Linked DNA regions of Zea mays: region 2 is linked to region 1. Evidence: chromatin contacts called from public Hi-C data. All regions are on one chromosome and are shown on one strand. Each heading gives the region's core, a stretch centred on a gene start, on an enhancer-like site or on the middle of the called end of the contact. The rest is flanking DNA. Distances are from core to core; before and after follow the strand shown.

Region 1 (4,302 bases), core at 753-3,252:
CAGCAGCTCGTCTTCTGAATCATCTTGTATGAGAAGCTCCTCTACTGCTTCCTCTTGTTGTGGATGTTCTTTCACTTCACTCTTAGCCATATTTTCTACCTCCCACTGAGTTTGCACTGCTACGTCTTCAAGATCCTTGGCGAGGTCGTCAATCTCAACTAGTGCTCGGTTCAATTCGTCGAGGAAAGGTGAGTTGAAAGGCTGGAAGGCTGATTTGACGACATCAACGATGTCACAACTACGCTTTTGAACAACTCTGAGCAGAGTAGCCAGTGCTTTACGGAGCTTTTCGTTCTCCGAATCCATGGCTACATCAAACACAGTGTTCAATTAGTTAACATCGACTACAATTTAAGTATGTTATACAAACTACTCAATCGAAGGGATTCCAAACTATGAGTACAGAGTTCAAATTTGCAGATTAGGTTACCTGTTGCATCTATGTCAACCTGTTATAAATTTGCAGATTAGGTTACCATGGTCGCATACAAAATTCATGTTGAGTAATTTGAATCTGGACAGAACCGAATCATAGGGGACGAACAACCCCCCAAACCCGAAATGGATCCCGCAAATCCGGTCTAAATTGAAGCATCCGGACACAACAATAAGCCATTGATGCATGAAATTCATGCGCATTATTTACAATGCTCAAGATCGTAAACCCTAAACAGCCCAGAAACCCTAATCCATACTACCGAATACGAACAATACAATACGGTAATGATTAAGTACTAAACAAAAAAGGATTTGTGTAGTTCGTACCTCGCTGTTCGCGGATCTGCCTTGGTGGACCGAATCGAAGACGAAGACGACAGCGGCGAGGAGGTTCTCTTCCTTTTGTCGGCTGCCTTCGACGAAGTCGGCGGACGACGAAGCCTTTTGCCGATGGCGACTCTCCGGCGACGAACAGGGGGAAGCTGGCTTGGATCTTCGGTTACGGGGGGTCGCGCGGCCTCGGTTCCAAGGGATGCGAGCTCTACGCCGACAGACCCGCCTCCGCACGGCCGCTTCTCGCCCTCCTGCCTCGATGCCGGCGGCGAAGCGCGCCGGATCGAGGGCTCGGCCCCGGAAGATGCAGTCGCCAGCGCGGGGTAGGAATGCGGGGAAGTTTCCTGGCGGCGGCTGGTGGACGAAGAGCGCGGATAGCGCACTCCCGGAGCCCTCCACATTTAGAGTGCCTGCCACATCCTCTAAAATTTAGAGGACGGTATAGAGTGCCTTGCTGGAGCCGTAGGGGACCTGACAGTCCTCTATATTTAGAGGACAAGACCCTTTACAGGGTGCTGTTGGAGACAGCCTCAATCTCAAACGAGACCACGACCCGTAGCAGGTGGTACTTAAGAGCGTGACCATGGTGCATGGGGCTGCGCGGCTGAGAAGAAGAATATCCGGTGACGTCACCGGTGGTTCAGTGGTGGTACTAGGAAGGACGGACGGGATGGGACCGGGGTAGGCCGCGCCGCACCGCATTTACGACACGGGAACAAGGAGTGGTAGACCCAGCTGCTACAAATATCAAAAAAGGAAACAAAAATATAGATCAGGAAGATTTAAACCTTGACTGTAAACATAGATACGGAGTTTGACGCCAAGATCTATGGTGTCAAGGGTTGGCGCCGACCTACCGACACGTGGTCGTCATGCAAGCACCGCGTCAATCCACGTCGTCGAGACATAGGCGTCAATAGCAATGGCGTTGGTCCGTGTTAGATAGGCGTCAATGTTATTAGCGCCGATCCATGGACTTATTTTTTAAAATGAAACTCAAAAAGACATATTTATGAAAATAAAATAAAATAGCTAAATTGCAAAAAAAAAGTTGGCGGCTACCGAGGTACCGTCCTAGTCCACAAATGCATTTGAAAGGCAAAGGCTGCAACTGTCGCAGCAGGCCCGCAAGCGATGTGCGATCACGGCCCAGCCCAATGCTTAACAGCGAACGTGCACGATCCAGCCGAAGGCCCGAATAAACAGCCCAACACGCGCCCCCATTGCTTTCCTTTGGGGTGAAGGGAGCGGAAGTCGCCCCCTCCCTCGACTCCCCCAGGCCCCAACGCCACCGTGTCCTCCCCCGCCCACAGCCGCGTCGCGCACCAACTCCAATTCCTCCTCTCCGAGCGCCCCCACCCACCTCGACGCCTCGCCTCGGCCGTTGAGATCTCGCGCGCCCGCGGCGGCATGGCGACGCGCAACCGGACGCCGCTCTACCGCAAGTACCGCGACGCGCTGCGGCACGTCCGCGCGCCGCCCGGGGCGCCGTCGTCGTCCGGCGGCGGCGGCGGCGGGGGAGGGCCGGTAATCGAGATGGCCTCACTCCTGCGCTCCGACCGCCCCTACGCGCCCCTCAGCACCGACGACCCCTCCGCCTCCAGGTGCCACCACCTCCAACTCTCCACAGCCCTCCTCACATCTCGTCTGGTCTCTCGGACGTTTGGGAATATCAGTGAAGGTAACTAGTTGCGAGACGGGAGTTTCTCAGCTAGATCGAGAGGCGTCTGACCGTGCTAACGAGTAGACAGAGTGAGCTAATTGGCCGGTGACTCAAATGAAGTGGTTGAATTGCAGATCACTAGACTCGCCCATTAGATTGTCTGATCTAGTCAAGCCTTTGCGTATTTGCTTATTACTACGAGGCAATGACGTGTGTAACCTTACTGGGGATGGGAATCTCCACCACTAGATCGAGCAAATGTAAGGCTTGCCATAGCATGTCGGTCGACGGTGATCAGTGGCTTAGGCAGTAAAGCTGTAGTGCTCTGTTCTGATTTGCAAACGCAAAGGTTAACTACTAGCGTTGGTTGGTTGGACCCCACTGGTGAGATGAAACGAACGCAGCACTGACATTTGGTTTCTGTGTTGCAGTAGAGGCGCTGCGACGGTCGGGCTACCCCCAGCCTGGGTGGATGTCTCTGAAGAGATATCCGCAAACATGCAGCGGGCAAGGACGAAAATGGCGGAGCTGGCTAAGGCGCATGCCAAAGCCTTGATGCCGTCCTTTGGTGATGGCAGAGACGACCAACGAGCCATTGAGGTTCTCACGCACGAGGTAACGGACTTGCTAAAGAGGTCGGAGAAGAGGCTGCAGAAGCTGTCCATGAAAGATTCGTCAGAGGACTCAAATGTCCGGAAGAATGTCCAGGTAATAATAGAACCTTATTTAGCATTGGCAGTTACAAGTTTAAGAGTGACAGTTCGTGCTTCTTTGTTCCCCGGTTGATGGGCAAAACACCCCTGGCTGTTTATGTGCAGCGTTCTCTTGCTACAGACCTGCAAAACCTGTCAATGGAGTTCCGGAAAAAGCAGTCGTCGTATCTAAAGCAGCTTCGTCAACAAAAAGAGGTTCCTTTCTGTTGTCATCAGATAATTTGGTACTGATAGAATGGTTGCCCAACTCCGACTGGTATGCTTTATCTACGAATACCTTTGCAGGGTCAGGACGGTGTTGATTTGGAAATGAATATAAACGGAGCAAAGTCTACATTTGAAGATGATGAGTTTGACGATGTGGTATGTTTGACACTTGCCCGCTTCCAGGACTCCTTGAGACTTGCATACTAGTGAAATAAATATTTGCTTGATAGAACATGTTTGCCTCTATAATAAACAGAAATCGGAAAATGGCAGGTAAAGGATGAAATAATAACGACAAAGTTCTGCCTTATGGGGTACTGGTGTTTCCGTTTATTTGGGTTAGTTATACAGTTCATAAGCCAGTTTTTGAAGTTGGGTTTTTGATATGGGTAATTCAGTTTTCCCCCTCCATGATGCTTGTTGTGGCTGGAGCTGGATGCTGGTATTGCATTTATTGGTGTTGGATAACTCTGTATTATACCTCCCTCAATTCTTATATTAGCACTGTTGATATCCACATCTGTGTATGGAGAACACTTCCCACCCTGCCACACACTGACACACGCAACTTTCTTTTGCCTTTTCCTTTTCTTTTGTTTTTTAGCTGCAAACACATTGCTTTGGATATCATAAAATTGATTATGAATGGAGGATAATATTGGATACTAAGCTATATATTATGGCAAGCGCCAGGGTAGTAGTACCTGGTGTTTAACTCTTTATCCATGGATATCCTAGAATATCCCCTGTCCTTTTTACCTAGGAACTTCGAACTGATTGAAAAGGGCATGGTCCACTCTGTTTCATTAAATGCTGTGTTATCGTAAGAGATGGACACTTGACTAGTAATATATATCGTATATGATATATGTGAGTAAAATGCAATAAGTTTGTGTTACCTCCTTATCTTGTTGTAGCAAACTACATTGGTCCAATTAAACATAACAG
Region 2 (4,302 bases), core at 1,231-3,730, 140 kb after region 1:
CCGGATCTCCCAAGCAACGCCTACTGCTTCGGCGCGCTCATGATCGAGACCATATCCGGGAGGGTTCCTGACCCGTATGATCACAAACCCATATGCAGCTGGGTACGAAATCTCCAGTCTCAGCTCCTCGAAATGTGCTTGTGCAGGGTTGCACCTCTGAAGCTCTCTCTCTCTCTCTTCGCCACAGGCTTCTGAGCATCTGAAAGACAAGAACTACGGCAAGCTCGTGGACGCGTCGCTGAAGGAGCACAAGGAAAGCGAGCTGGAGGCCGTCTGCGAGGTGATCCAAGAGTGCATCGACCCTGACCCGACGCGGCGGCCGTCGATGAGAGACGTCGTGGGCAAGCTGCGAGACGCTCTCGGCATCTCGCCCGAGGCGGCGGCGCCGCGGCTGTCGCCGCTCTGGTGGGCGGAGCTGGAGCTGCTGTCGGTGAAGTCAACCTAGTGTGGAGAACGCTGTGTATACTGATACTGTACCAACATGTTCCAACGCTCCTCTAGCTGAGCTCTAACAGGATTCGTATAGGGGCTTCAATTCGTGCTGCTGATGCTACCGACATTTGTACTGGCCGTAAGCGGTCGTAATTTATGCAGAGAGAGAGAGAGAGAGAGAGAGAGACGTTGTGAAAAAATGCGATTGATGATGTAACTCATGTACATGCTGATCTTTATCAAGGAGGGGAAATACAGTGACTTGTATAAATATCTGTAATCCCAAACTCGTGTGACTGTATAGAAATAAAACAAATAGCTGGCGTTCCCAGTTGCCACTCACTTACCATCAGTGTTTCCTCTGCGTGCGATGGTAGCTCAAGTTGAGCCATATGTTCAGTTCGGCCCATATGGTGCTGGCAACTGGCAAGAATCTGGTCCGTCGCTCGCCCGCCCGCTTCTGAAGCGAGCACATCGTCGCTCTGCACATCGGCGCCGAGGGGTCAGGAGACGCCCAGGCCCCTGTTCCGGTCAATGCCAGGAGACGTACTGTATAGTGTTTTTTTTTGTCTTGGTCATTCACATCACGGAATAATAAATGGTCCGTAGCTTTGCCTGCCCGGCCGGCGGCCGCTCCGCTCGCGACCAGTGCAAGTACTCCCGGACGGCAGCGGCGGTGCGGTTTGCAGGTTGCAGCAAGCAAACCCAGAGGCGGCAGGAGAAAAAGAATGCCGCCGCTCCTGCAGGCCTTGCCTGCACAGCACCGCACTGTACCGGAAGCAGAGCAGTCAAAGGCTACTCGCCGGCCGGTCATGGCGTAGCCCGTGTAGCAGCAGCAGGAGGAGCTGCCGGGCGAGCTGTGCTGCTGTCTGTTCCACTTGCCTACTGCCCGCTGGGGGTTATAATGCGATGGATTGGTGGATGCTGTTTGTGGCTGGCACTGTGGCAACGCAACGGAGGGAGGAGGCGGCAGCGGCTCCGGGTCTCCCGGAAGGTCCGGGCTTTTTTTACGCGGAAAAAAATTTGCTGCAGCCCCTCACAAAAAAGAGGATATGCTTCATCTGTAGACCAATAATACAACTAAAACGTTATCTAGTAGACATGCAGGTAAAGTTTATCCTCCTTTTTTGTGAGGAGCTGCAACAAATTTGTTTCTGCATGGGAGGCCGGGATTTTGTTTAGCGAGTACCAGCGCGACGCTTTTCCAACGTGCATGGCGTTTTGGGCGTAGCTTGGGACTGGAAAGTGGGAAATGAACTTACAACCATACGTAGTAAAGATAATGCATAGCAAATGTAAGTATAATATACTTACAATAGAGCAGGCGGAGATGTCCCCAAACCAAGTTTGACTGCATGATTGAGGCCGCCGGAAGCGGATTTGGCTGCCAGCGCGGAGCAGTGACAGACAAGAAATATATAGCCGGGTTTATACCTCCAACCACGTCGGCGTCCAATCCAACCCCAGCAGCCACACTACAGCTTTGACCGACCGACCACACCACACCATCCAGTCCTCCAGATCCATGCAGGTACACAGCAACAGCGCCGGAGATGCAACGCAACGCTGCTACACTACAGATCGGCCGGCACATGCTACGTGACAGGGGGGCGGCGAAACGTGTGACCAACCAAACTACGTTCGGTGCTACGCTGCTGCTCGTGCTCCGTTCCCCTGCGTCTCACGCCTTAATCCTCGTCTAGCCCTTAGAGGATGGAGATGGGAAAGATTCTCCATCACGCCTTTTTTTGTTTTCAAGATGTGTAACGTAACGCTGCTAGAGCAGCCAAGATAAGATCCACAAGCAGTTCATTACTCCCGCGGTTTAGCACCTCCTGATTACCAAAACCAGGCTCTCCGAATCCGAAATCGTGCGCGGAGACAGGAAACGGCTCACCGTCGCTGCCAAAGTAGAATCCGTCTCCGATAATAAAACACGGCAGTCAGCGGCACACTTATCGCAAAGCCAGCCAGCCAGCCAGCCAGCAGCGGCTGTCCCAAGCTGTCCAAAGCCAAGCCAAGCGCGGCGCGGCGGCAGTCCTCTCCTCGCAGTCGCAGCAGGGCCGAGCCGACCGGTCAAAAGCACTGCTGCCCCACCCCAACCCACCACCATCCCCGTTCCCCAACCCCCAAAGCCGAGAGCCATCCCGCCCGCAGCCGCAACCAGGCAAGCAAGCGGGAGCCGCCAACTCGTGCCTCTCGGCAGCGGCGTCTGAACTCTGAACCGACCGACCGACCGACCGTTCCGTTCCGTTCACCCCACCATGGAGGCGCCGCCGGGACCGGGGCCCATGGAGCTGGACGCCCCACCTCCCGCCGCCGCCGCCGCGGCGATTCCTCCCGCCGGCAGCGACAAGGTGAGCGGGTGGCCCAGATCTGGGTCTGGCGGTGGCGGGCGCGGCCTGGCGCCGCCCGATCTGCTGCTTCCTGCGGGCTGCGCCTGCGGGGTGATGCATGTTGTGCTAATGGCGCCCTTTCACCTTTCCGTGTTTGCCGCAGCACAAGGACGGGGAAGGGGGAGACGCTGTGACGGGCCATATCATCTCCACCACCATCGGCGGGAAGAACGGCGAGCCCAAGCGGGTAAGCTACCACTTCTCTCGCTGTCTGTCCTGCCTCTGCCTGTCGTGCCGTTGCGTGCGTCAATGCTGCTGCGCGCGGCTATTGCGCTTCAACTGGTTCCGATTGTGCTGTAGCGGCTTTTGCGGTCGGGGACCCGAACTTGATCTGGTGGTTTGCGCTTGCGCATGGGTCCGTGTTTCGTGCCTCTCGTTTAGCTGCTAGGTAGCTAGAGCCAGCATGCTGGTGAAATCTGTAGCGGCTTTAGTTCTGATTTTGGTGATGAATTATGCTGTTCCCACCGCTTTGCGGATTCTGGCTGGCTGTGCAGACAATAGCGCTCTTCGCTGCTTTAGTGCTCCAAGCTGAATTATGTGCCTGACTGCTTCAATTTGTGCTCCGTTGCTTCGAGTTTCCAAGGCTCTAGCACGCATTTATAGGAAGCATGGTCGACCAGTTCCGTGTCTAGTTTTGTTGTGTTCGCAATAGAAATGCTGCCTATTAGATTAGTTACATGTGTGAGGATCTGAATTCCTGCCTGCTCAGATACTCTGTCTGATGCCAGCCTACTTCTAGAGTCCGGTTAGCCTCATCTCGTCCTCAGTTACTCACGTGCTGTTCTTATTCCGGCCTTAATCGCAGACCATCAGTTACATGGCAGAACGTGTCGTGGGCACAGGCTCATTTGGGATCGTCTTCCAGGTATGGTGCTCGGCCATGGGGGAGGGGGCTCTTCTTTGTGGCTGCGCCTAACACTGGTTGATGCAACGTGCACTGAATTGGTTCTGGCATGTAGGCTAAGTGTCTGGAAACAGGAGAGACCTTCGCCATCAAGAAGGTGCTGCAAGATCGGCGTTACAAGAACCGGGAGCTGCAACTTATGCGTGCCATGGAGCACCCCAACGTCATCTGCCTGAAGCACTGCTTCTTCTCGACAACGAGCAGGGACGAATTGTTTTTAAACCTTGTCATGGAATTCGTCCCTGAGACTCTATACCGAGTCCTGAAGCACTACAGCAATGCGAACCAGAGGATGCCTCTTATCTACGTCAAGCTCTACATGTATCAGGTTTGTCAACCAGCAGCTTAACTCTTGTGAGACTGCCAATGCGTGCTCTCATTGTTTTGCTAATTGTCTTCTTCTTTTTTGTGATGTTTGCAGCTTTTTAGAGGCCTAGCTTATATTCATAATGTACCAGGAGTCTGCCATAGGGATGTGAAGCCACAAAACGTTTTGGTATGTGTCATGTGGACAAGGATTTGTTCTTCCTTTGATTTGGTAATTAGTTCTGAATTGGTCTCGTCGTCTCT

Evidence for each region. A called contact is a pair of places that touch in the nucleus more often than the background predicts.
Region 2: a Hi-C map of ear shows a contact between it and region 1, with 5 times the contacts expected there. The contact joins the promoter of LOC100282757 here to the promoter of LOC100192536 in region 1. A contact is called at or near these places in 16 of 25 Hi-C or Micro-C datasets (bundle sheath, ear, endosperm and 6 more) and 1 of 3 datasets of contacts at active chromatin or transcription factors (seedling).

What each region holds. Positions count from the first base shown.
Region 1 is chr3:4,269,551-4,273,852 of Zm-B73-REFERENCE-NAM-5.0, forward strand. LOC100192536 (Syntaxin 43) reads left to right here and starts at 2,003. Exons shown (of 8, transcript NM_001137755.2): 1 at 2,003-2,375; 2 at 2,866-3,142; 3 at 3,253-3,342; 4 at 3,433-3,510. The coding sequence starts at 2,182. It overlaps LOC103649603, which reads right to left and starts at 932. Exons shown (of 2, transcript XM_008675340.2): 1 at 766-932; 2 at 1-308. The coding sequence starts at 306.
Region 2 is chr3:4,407,728-4,412,029 of Zm-B73-REFERENCE-NAM-5.0, forward strand. It overlaps LOC100282757 (shaggy-related protein kinase eta), which reads left to right and starts at 2,481. Exons shown (of 12, transcript NM_001155663.2): 1 at 2,481-2,789; 2 at 2,932-3,015; 3 at 3,634-3,693; 4 at 3,788-4,060; 5 at 4,154-4,228. The coding sequence starts at 2,697. LOC100527941 (receptor-like protein kinase) reads left to right here. Exons shown (of 12, transcript NM_001324035.1): 11 at 1-102; 12 at 188-501. The coding sequence ends at 445.